Regions from separate parts of the Mus musculus genome. Here regions 1 and 3 are each linked to region 2. The links are chromatin contacts, called in public Hi-C and promoter capture Hi-C maps. All regions are on one chromosome and are shown on one strand. The core of a region is the stretch at or near the end of the contact, and the rest is flanking DNA. Distances in the headings are between cores, read along the strand shown. Region 1 overlaps Chia1 (chitinase, acidic 1). Region 2 holds the start of Kcna2 (potassium voltage-gated channel, shaker-related subfamily, member 2). Region 3 has its middle 23 kb from the start of 2010016I18Rik.

The links. Promoter capture Hi-C pulls out the DNA fragments that hold promoters and counts their contacts. A called contact is a pair of places that touch in the nucleus more often than the background predicts.
Region 1: a promoter capture Hi-C map of hippocampal neurons shows a contact between it and region 2, with 2.7 times the contacts expected there. The contact joins the enhancer-like site here to the promoter of Kcna2 in region 2. A contact is called at or near these places in 4 of 39 promoter capture datasets (hematopoietic stem and progenitor cells, hippocampal neurons, liver and 1 more) and 1 of 9 other capture datasets (embryonic stem cells).
Region 3: a contact with region 2 is called in a Hi-C map of CD8 T cells, with 2.7 times the contacts expected there. The contact joins the enhancer-like site here to the promoter of Kcna2 in region 2. A contact is called at or near these places in 1 of 39 promoter capture datasets (pre-B cells), 1 of 484 Hi-C or Micro-C datasets (CD8 T cells), 1 of 115 datasets of contacts at active chromatin or transcription factors (CD8 T cells) and 1 of 9 other capture datasets (embryonic stem cells).

The regions. Positions count from the first base shown.
Region 1 is chr3:106,130,382-106,133,081 of GRCm38.p6, reverse strand. It overlaps Chia1 (chitinase, acidic 1), which reads right to left. Exons shown (of 11, transcript NM_023186.3): 9 at 2,344-2,463; 10 at 2,116-2,257; 11 at 964-1,309. The coding sequence ends at 1,065. Among named protein-coding and RNA genes, the nearest start is that of Chia1, 18 kb to the right of the region's middle. Within about 2 kb of position 1,256, at least 24 of the 459 cell types and tissues checked have an H3K27ac peak or open chromatin away from gene starts, as enhancers often do. A contact at or near this core is called in hippocampal neurons, where this site is marked.
Region 2 is chr3:107,100,047-107,102,898 of GRCm38.p6, reverse strand. Kcna2 (potassium voltage-gated channel, shaker-related subfamily, member 2) reads right to left here and starts at 1,332. Exons shown (of 3, transcript NM_008417.5): 1 at 1,140-1,332.
Region 3 is chr3:106,461,460-106,464,159 of GRCm38.p6, reverse strand. No RefSeq gene overlaps it. Among named protein-coding and RNA genes, the nearest start is that of 2010016I18Rik, 23 kb to the left of the region's middle. Within about 2 kb of position 1,444, at least 74 of the 459 cell types and tissues checked have an H3K27ac peak or open chromatin away from gene starts, as enhancers often do. A contact at or near this core is called in CD8 T cells and pre-B cells, where this site is marked.

The DNA.
Region 1 (2,700 bases), core at 7-2,506, 970 kb after region 2:
CACAATTTTGTGTTCTCATGTTTTCAAACTCATTGAGACTAATTTGTGCTGCTTATATATTCTTGAGTTGTGTGACACTTTTAAAAAAACTGACTTCTAAACCCTATCAATTATCAATAGCATCTCAGCTAGGGGTGGAACTTCATGGCCTACTTTCCTCTCAATGGTGGTATTTGTCTGGTTTGACCTTTTGGAGTTCTTATGTATACTGTCACAACTGTTGTTAATTTGTGTGTCCCTACAACTGCTCTGTAGTATTTAGAAAACAGTTTCCTTGTATTTATCCTCTGCCTCTGGCTCCTACAATCTTTTGAAAACCCCTTCTGTGATGAGCCCTGAGCTGTAGGAGGAGAAGGGATATGACATAGATGTCTCATTTAGGGTTAAGCGCTCCAAGTTTCTTATTCTCTGTGCCTTGACTAGTTGCAGGTCTTTGTGTCAATTGCTATCTACTGCAGAAAGAAGTTTTTCTGCTAAGTTCTGGAAAGGCATTAAGTCACTAGGAGTCAGTTTGACACTGCTGATAAAGACTCTTGTAAGCCTCTTTGCTGGGCAGGTACTTCATGCTACACAGTCCATAGCGCATATCTAGCCACTGCTTCTAATTTCAGTATTACTAAAACAGTTCCAGATCCCCAGCAAGATTAACAGAAAGTTGTGGATTTTATTCCTCAGCAACCCCAGCAGCATTGCAAATACTACAGAGTCCTTGATAATGGTTCCTAGGCTACTGATTCATCACCAAACATCAAATATCTTCCACAGTAGAAAATGTATGGTGGTTGGCTCCACAATTTCTCTCTCTCTCTCTCTCTCTCTCTCTCTCTCTCTCTCTCTCTCTCTCTCTCTCTCTCTCTCTCTCTCTCTCTCTCTCTCTCCCTCTCCCTCCAACCCATACATAGCTGGTATTTCTAAGTAAAGAAAAGTTTTCAACAAAACTGTGAAAAATCAAGAACACCGATGTTTTGGCTACCAATTTTATTGCATAAGGTTAAAGGGAAGATAGTTACTTTTGGTGAGGAGTAAAGGAGAGTGCAGAAATTTCTGGAAGAATGGCATTAGGTTCATGGCCAGTTGCAGCAATTACAGCTGGTATCAAAAACAAGCCCTGCTTGACAATGCTGCTGGTATGTGATTCCATTGATGCACTGCCAAAAAGCATTTCTGTCATCTGCCACAGGGTAGAGGCCATCTGCTTTGTCGGCACAGAATCCACTGCCTCCAGAGCTTCCTCCGGAGCTTCCACCCCCACTCCCACTTCCTGGAGGAGTAGTCACTGGCTCGGAAGGCACGTCAGGAGCTGTGCAACCTGAAACATACAAGTAGAGTGAGTCGATGGGTGGGCTTGATGAAGCAGTGGCAGTAAAGTAAACTATGTGCATTATAGCCAGAATATGGATGCAATTAGCTGCAGTCTCACAACTGAAGAGGCTGTAAGACATAGCAGGAACTAAGAAAAGATGTAATGTGAATGCATGCCAGCATTATCTTGTTCTCTCTTTTGCTATCTAAGACATTCAAGAAAGACCTAATATGCAAAAACAGATATTTTTAAGATATGACTGTAAATACCTCTGAAAGAAAAACATGGGAACAGGTAGGAAGGTTGAAATATTCCCTGAGTGATGGAGTGGATATATAAGAATACAGGCAAAGCTTCCTGTTAATTCTCCCCAGGAGCCTAAGCAAGACATTGAATAAGGAACACACACCACACACACACACACACACACACACAGAGAGAGAGAGAGAGAGAGAGAGAGAGAGAGAGAGAGAGAGAGAGAGAAACTTGTATGTAAAAAAGTAAGCACAATTTCTTCAGACTCTTACAAACCTTGAAATCCTAGAAAATCTGATCTCACACACTCCAAAAATAAGCTTGGTTTTCCATAATTCCCTTAGAAATTAGGATTTAGGGAATGTCAATAACTTTTCTGTCACCTGGACAAGTGCAACAGACTGAAATGGGAAGAATATCCCAAGACAATAGGAGTGAGAATGCCAAGACTGCCTTTAAATTAATAAGCAGACATTATTAACACATACATACGTACATACATACATACATACATACACACACAGACACACACACAGGACACTAATGCAGTCATTTACCTTCAGTGGATATGCCAAGGGCTTTGTTCAAAGTAGAAGTCAGAGGAAATTTTCCCTGATCACAGAAAGAGCCAGTGAAGTCATCAAGGTCAATGGCCCAGATCATGGCACCTCCAAAATTGTTCTGCTTAAGCCACTGAGCCTGTTTAAGAGTAGAGGGTAGAAGGTTCCTTTGATTTCCTGAGCCTTGGGTCTGTTATGGCAGCAAATCCAAGGAGCTGGCCTTACCTTAACACTGAAGCTCTTGATATTGTCATAGCCAAGCCACTCGTTGGCCTTATAGGCATAGGGCACTTCTTGGGAGGCATCCCAGACCTCAGTGGCTCCACTTCTCAGAAAGGTGCAAATCTTTGAATGTCAAGAGAATCAAACCCTTTAAATATTAACCCCATTAAAGAGAAAACACATTATCTTCTTTCCATTCATATCCCCAGTTAGGGTTACCTAAATTTTACAATTCAGTTTTTTGTAGAAAGTAAAACTGAGTTATTTTCTCTTTGCATTGATGGAGATGAGACCCAGAACTTGCCATATTAAATAAGTACATGCTCTATCACCCTCACTTTATTACATCCCAAGTCTGAG
Region 2 (2,852 bases), core at 83-2,582:
TTTTCCTCTCTGACCTTAGCCATGTCCTGGTAAAGAAGCAATCCTTCCTCCACAACACACACTCCTTCCCAGCTAGAGAGGTCCCACAAGCAGCAAGATTGCCTCTGTAGAATGCCTAATAGAAGGGGTCGCTTGAACTTACTCTCCCTCCAGGATCCCTGGGCCTCAGGCCTTGCTCTGGGTTGGGTGGCATTTGAGCTGGGCAAGCACTCGACCACCGATTTCTTCCCAAGAGAAAATCCCTCACATCTCGGCAGGGAAGCACAGAACAAACGCTCAAGCTGCCTGACTGCGGGGCGGATTGGCTTCACATAGAGGGGGAGCCTAGAGAAAGCTGGCTTCCGGGCTGGCCCCCCGCCGACCCAATCCCGCTGGCCCCAGAGCCGGGGAGGGGTCTGGGCCCTCTCCCATCGCCCGGGGTTCCAGCCGGGATTCCGCCGGGCGCGCTCCCGCCGGAATCCGCTGGGCTGACCGGAGCCCACAGCCGCCGGACCGCTAGAGTGTGCCACCTTAACCCCTTCCTGCGCAGTGCGGTGGGCTCCCGCTGCGGGCCGGAGGGCAGCCTAGCTGGTGCCTGCGAGGTCCAGCCGAGGGACCACCAAGACTCCATCTCCACCTGAAACACAGGAGCCCGAACTCTGAGGGTGCAGAGCAGGCGTCGCCAGGCAGCTGCTCCAGATCTAGCTTCCTTTTAGGCTGGAGAGCTTCACGGCAGCCCACCACCCCGGCCAAGTGGAAAAAACAAGAGACTGCAGAGAAGCCCATTTTACTCCGTTGCCGAGAGGCAAATGCAACCAGGAGGACCCAAGTGACTCGGGTCCTACCCACCCACTATTTACCAGCGGTGGCTATGCAGTCAGCTGCACTTCCCATCACCCGCCAGCTCCAATCTGCGCCCTCCGCCCTATGTCACGCACAGACCACAGGGTCCCCGAGCCCATTCCATGCACTCTTCTGCAGGAACAAGTCTCCCCCTTAAGTCCCACGCAGCCGGTGCGGATCCACAGCCCTTCAGGCCGACATCAAGGGTCGGCACCACCTCGCCCACCCAGACTACCGTGGTACCCTGCAGCCCCTATGGGCGCTGCAGCCGGTCAGGGATGGCAGCATGCGCAGCAGAATGCCGGACACTGATTTACCCTTGCAGATGGGTACCAGAGCCTCCATGTTCCTGGGTGGCAGCCAGCACAGGCAGAACCCGGACAGCGGGCGGTGGCGGTGGTGGCGGCGGGGTGCGGGCGGCCAGCCGGGAGCCGACTCTGCAGTCCCGCGGGCGGCGCGTACGGAGCGCCCGGCCGCCGCCCGCAGCCGCACCGCGCCGCACCGCGCCACGCAGCGCCGCACCTGGCCCCGCAGCGAACTCGAATTAAAGGGGCCGGCTGGGGCAGAGCTAGCGAGGTGTGTCGCTCGCCGCCGCCGCCAAGCTGGCCACTGGGTTAGATCCCTGTGTCCCGGACCCCCACCGCAAAGAAAACACCCCATTCTTTGACAAAACCTAGCTTACCAAACAAAACTCCGCGCAGAGCTCAGCTGGGTACTGCCTGGGTCGGGAGACAGGGGAGAGGGTAGAAGTTGAGGAGCGCTTGAGAGGTTCTTGCCAACATAATGAAGTAGGCAGGATGAACTGATCAATACCATCCCAGGCCCGAGCGCGAGCCAGCCCCGAGGGAGATGTGTTGCTATTATTAAGATGCTGCCAGACAGAATCTGCAGACCCCAGTCCCCCCACTCCTGCCTTCTGCTTCTGCATCCCCGTTTCCTTCAGTACTCCTGAGCCCCACCTCTCTCTTACCCAGCACAGACTCGGTTTCCCAGGACAATACAGCAGGTGAGGGCCTGGCCTCAGTGTAGCAGAAACTCACTGCTGTCTTTGCCCCCCACGGGGTGGGGGTTGGGGGGAACTGCAGAACAACAGAACTGCAGGACTGGCTTCTAGCCTTTCTGACTTCCTTTCCCCAGGGCTCTGGACAGAGAGGGCGGAGGGACACACAGTTGCCCTTGGGAGAGCAGGCTCCTTACAAAAGCCCTTTCACAGATCTTAACACCACCAGCTGGCCCACGATCTCACCGTGGGGGTGCATGGTAGAGCAGGATATGCCCTTTGCCTCGGAAATAATTTGTATAGGAAGTTCTTGGCTTAGGTTGGGGATAGGAGTGTTTTAGGGGGTCCAGATTGGCTTGCAAACCTTGCAAAAGCTCCAAGCCTTCACTAGTACAGTTCTGCAGGCCCCCTGTCAGAACCGCCTACACGGATACTCCACAGAGGGACTCATTGAAATGAACTTCTGAGCTCTGATGTTCAGAGGGGCTCTGGTGTGTGAAAGACTCTTCCCTGGCCCTTTCTGCTAAGACAGTTCTCTTTATGCAAGTATCAGAAACTCTGAAAGCCTGCTTCCCTGCAAGGGAAGGTTCTAAGAGATTCGGCCATTTCCCAGTGGGAGCCTATAAGGTGGGTGAAAGATTGGACCCTACCTAGAGCTACAAAGCTAGAAGGCTTTGGTGGGCTTAGAGGGAAATCAATGTCTTGTAAGACCAGACTCGTTTGGCTTCTGGCTCCTGGAAGATTGGCTATGAAGATCGGTTGTCAATGCAGGATCCAGAGTCTAGCCTGGGTGTTTCACTTGCCAAATTCAAACTTCAATTTCTGTCAAGTTATTGGATAAGTAAATTTGCTGCAGAAGAAGCAACCTGTCAGTGGTAAACTGTGCATGAAGAGTTTATCTCTAACAATCACCTAAAAAACAATGGTTTCTGGTGCCCTGTCTGCTCTCAGATCTCTTAGGCTTCCGTTTGTGTTTCTCTTTGTACCTAACCACTGGGCTGTGTTTCTTATTCATCCTGCTTTCTACCGT
Region 3 (2,700 bases), core at 195-2,694, 640 kb after region 2:
CATAGTGACTTGTCCTGAAGTTCTTCACTGCAGCATAAGTTAAGCCAATTGACTGTGATGGGTGTGGTGGCTCACACTTGTAATTACAGCATTTTCGGGGTTGAGAAAGGAGGATTGTTATGAGTTTGAGGTTAGCCTGCTCTTGATAGTGAGTTCCAGGATAGCCTGGGCTATGAAATGAGACCTTATCTTGACAAAGAAGAAATAGTGGTCAGAGAGATTGCTCAGTGGAGTGGTTAGGAATGTTTGTTCCTCTTGAAGAGAATCTGAGTTCAGTTCCAAGCATCCATACTGGGCACTTTTCAACTATGTGTTACTCCAGATTTAGGGGATCTGATGACCACTTCTTGATTCAATGGACACCGCACTCATGAGTGCATACCTCCACACAGACACACCTAAGCACATATTAATAAAAACAAACAAGAAAGAACAGGCTATGGTAGTACATGACTAATTCAAACACTTGGGAAGTAAAAAGAGGAGAGTCAGGAGTTCAAACACCATTCCCCTCTCCATAGAGAGCTTGAGACCAGCCTGAGCTCTTCTCAGGATGCACAGCATATTGGTGGTAGTGTACCAATACCAATACCTGTCCCCAAACTCGGGGTCCAGAGACAGTTAAAAGTTCTAGCTGTACAAACATGAAAACCTGAATTTGATCCCTGGAACCCACGTAAACAAAAAAATGTTAAGATGTAGCACTCACATGGCAAGATGAGAGGCAGAAACCAGGGCCAGCTAGCTTAGAGACTAGAATTCTTGAAAGACCCTCAACAAGATGGAAATAAGTACCAGCTACCAAAATATGTCCTCTGTTCTAAACACAGACACACACACACACACACACACACACACACACACACACACAGGAGAGAGAGACAGAGACAGAGAGACAGACAGAGAGACAGACAGAGAGACACAGAGAGAGAACGCCCTTCGGAGTAAGCTGAACTCTTGAAACTACACATCCTAATAAGATATGTATAAAGGACAGCCTCAGCATTAAGTGCTGTTCTTATCAGACTTAAAAAAATAACTTATTTTAGCGTTTTAAAATGTAATTTTAAATTAGCATACAAAATATTAGGTGTCACTTTAGTGTTCTCAAAGTGCTTTAGCAGATTCTCCTCAACCATCTTCTCCACCCCTAATCTCTTGTAGCCTCCTCAACAAACTTTAACAATTTAAAATTACCATTGCTATTTATGGGTGAATATGGATGTATGTATGACAGGTACATATGTGAAGGTCCGAGGACAATTTTTAGGAGTTCTTTGTTTCCTCCCACCAAGTGGTTGGAGATTGAGCAAAGGCTGTCAGGTTTGGTGATAAATACCTTCACCTACTGGGCCATCTCTCCAGCTCCACGATTTTCTAAGAGTCAACCTTCCCCATATTTTATCTTTACATCTTTACATCTTATTCTGAGACATCTTTACGTCACTGCTTGTTATTTCCTGGGTGCCTTGCTGATGGGTGGAGGGGGCTGAACCATATGAACCTGTCTGAAATCATCCCTCCAAAGGGTTTTCATACCCAACACGACTCTCCCAGATATCACAAAGGCCAAGGGAAATAGTTGATAAGAGCAGGGCTTAAATAAGATTATTGGAGCTAATATTATTGCCAAATAATCCCAGTACAAATATTAGTTTGCACAACAGAGCTCACGAGTGTCCTTGCATGTGAGACGAAGCAGGATATAGTAGTAGTCAGCAGCTGCTGGACCACATGAAGGATGTGAGATCTGAGTAGCAATCAAGCTGCAGGCAGTGTGAGAAAACACAAGCACCAAGTTCCCAGGGTGTATGTGAACATGCAGCTTTTACAAAAAGGCATAGGGAGTGGGTGTGCAGTGTTGGTCTGCCATGCTCAGAGGAAACCAAATGCAAATTGCTATGCTTTGTAGAGGTCTTAGTTTCCAGTCTCCTTTTGTCAAGAAAGTAGAGACTTGCTGCAAGAGGCTGAGCACCAAGTGGGGGCCAAGGTTATTTAGTAGCTTGCTTTAGAGAAGGAGGTGGAATGCTCACCACAGCACTAACCAGAGGAAGTTGTCTGCTCCTCAAGGTCTTTTTGAGACTTCCGGTCTTTGCATCTGATGGAACAGTTTGCGCCAGAAGTGAGTCCTCACTTGAATCTTTCTGAAGACAGAGATGGAGAGGTGAGAAGGACTATGAATGATCAACAAACTGCATCCCATGCTGCCTTTGAGCTGCATGCTGACTAGGGGTGGAGGGGAGAGCAAGCTTTGCAAAAAGAAACACAAAGTGTTCGGTCAAGAACTGCTGAAGCGCCGGGCGTGGTGGCTGGCACACGCCTTTAATCCCAGCACTCGGGAGGCAAAGGCAGGCAGATTTCTGAGTTCGAGGCCAGCCTGGTCTACAAAGTGAGTTCCAGGACAGCCAGGGCTATACAGAGTAACCCTGTCTCGAAAAACAAAAACAAACAAAAACAAACAAACAAACAAAAAACAAACCAAAAACCAAACCAAAACAAAAAAAGAACTGCTGAAGCTAAATCCTGGCCTGCCATTTGAAAGCTTCTTGGGAAACTCCTTCCCTGCGAAATGGGAAGAATGTGATGCCTATTGACTGTGAGGGTGTCATAACATTCTCATTTTAATTTCTGCCATTTCTCCAGTTTCCAGGATTGCTTTAGCCTTCTTCCTGTATTCCTGTTTCCAAACAAAACTTAAAT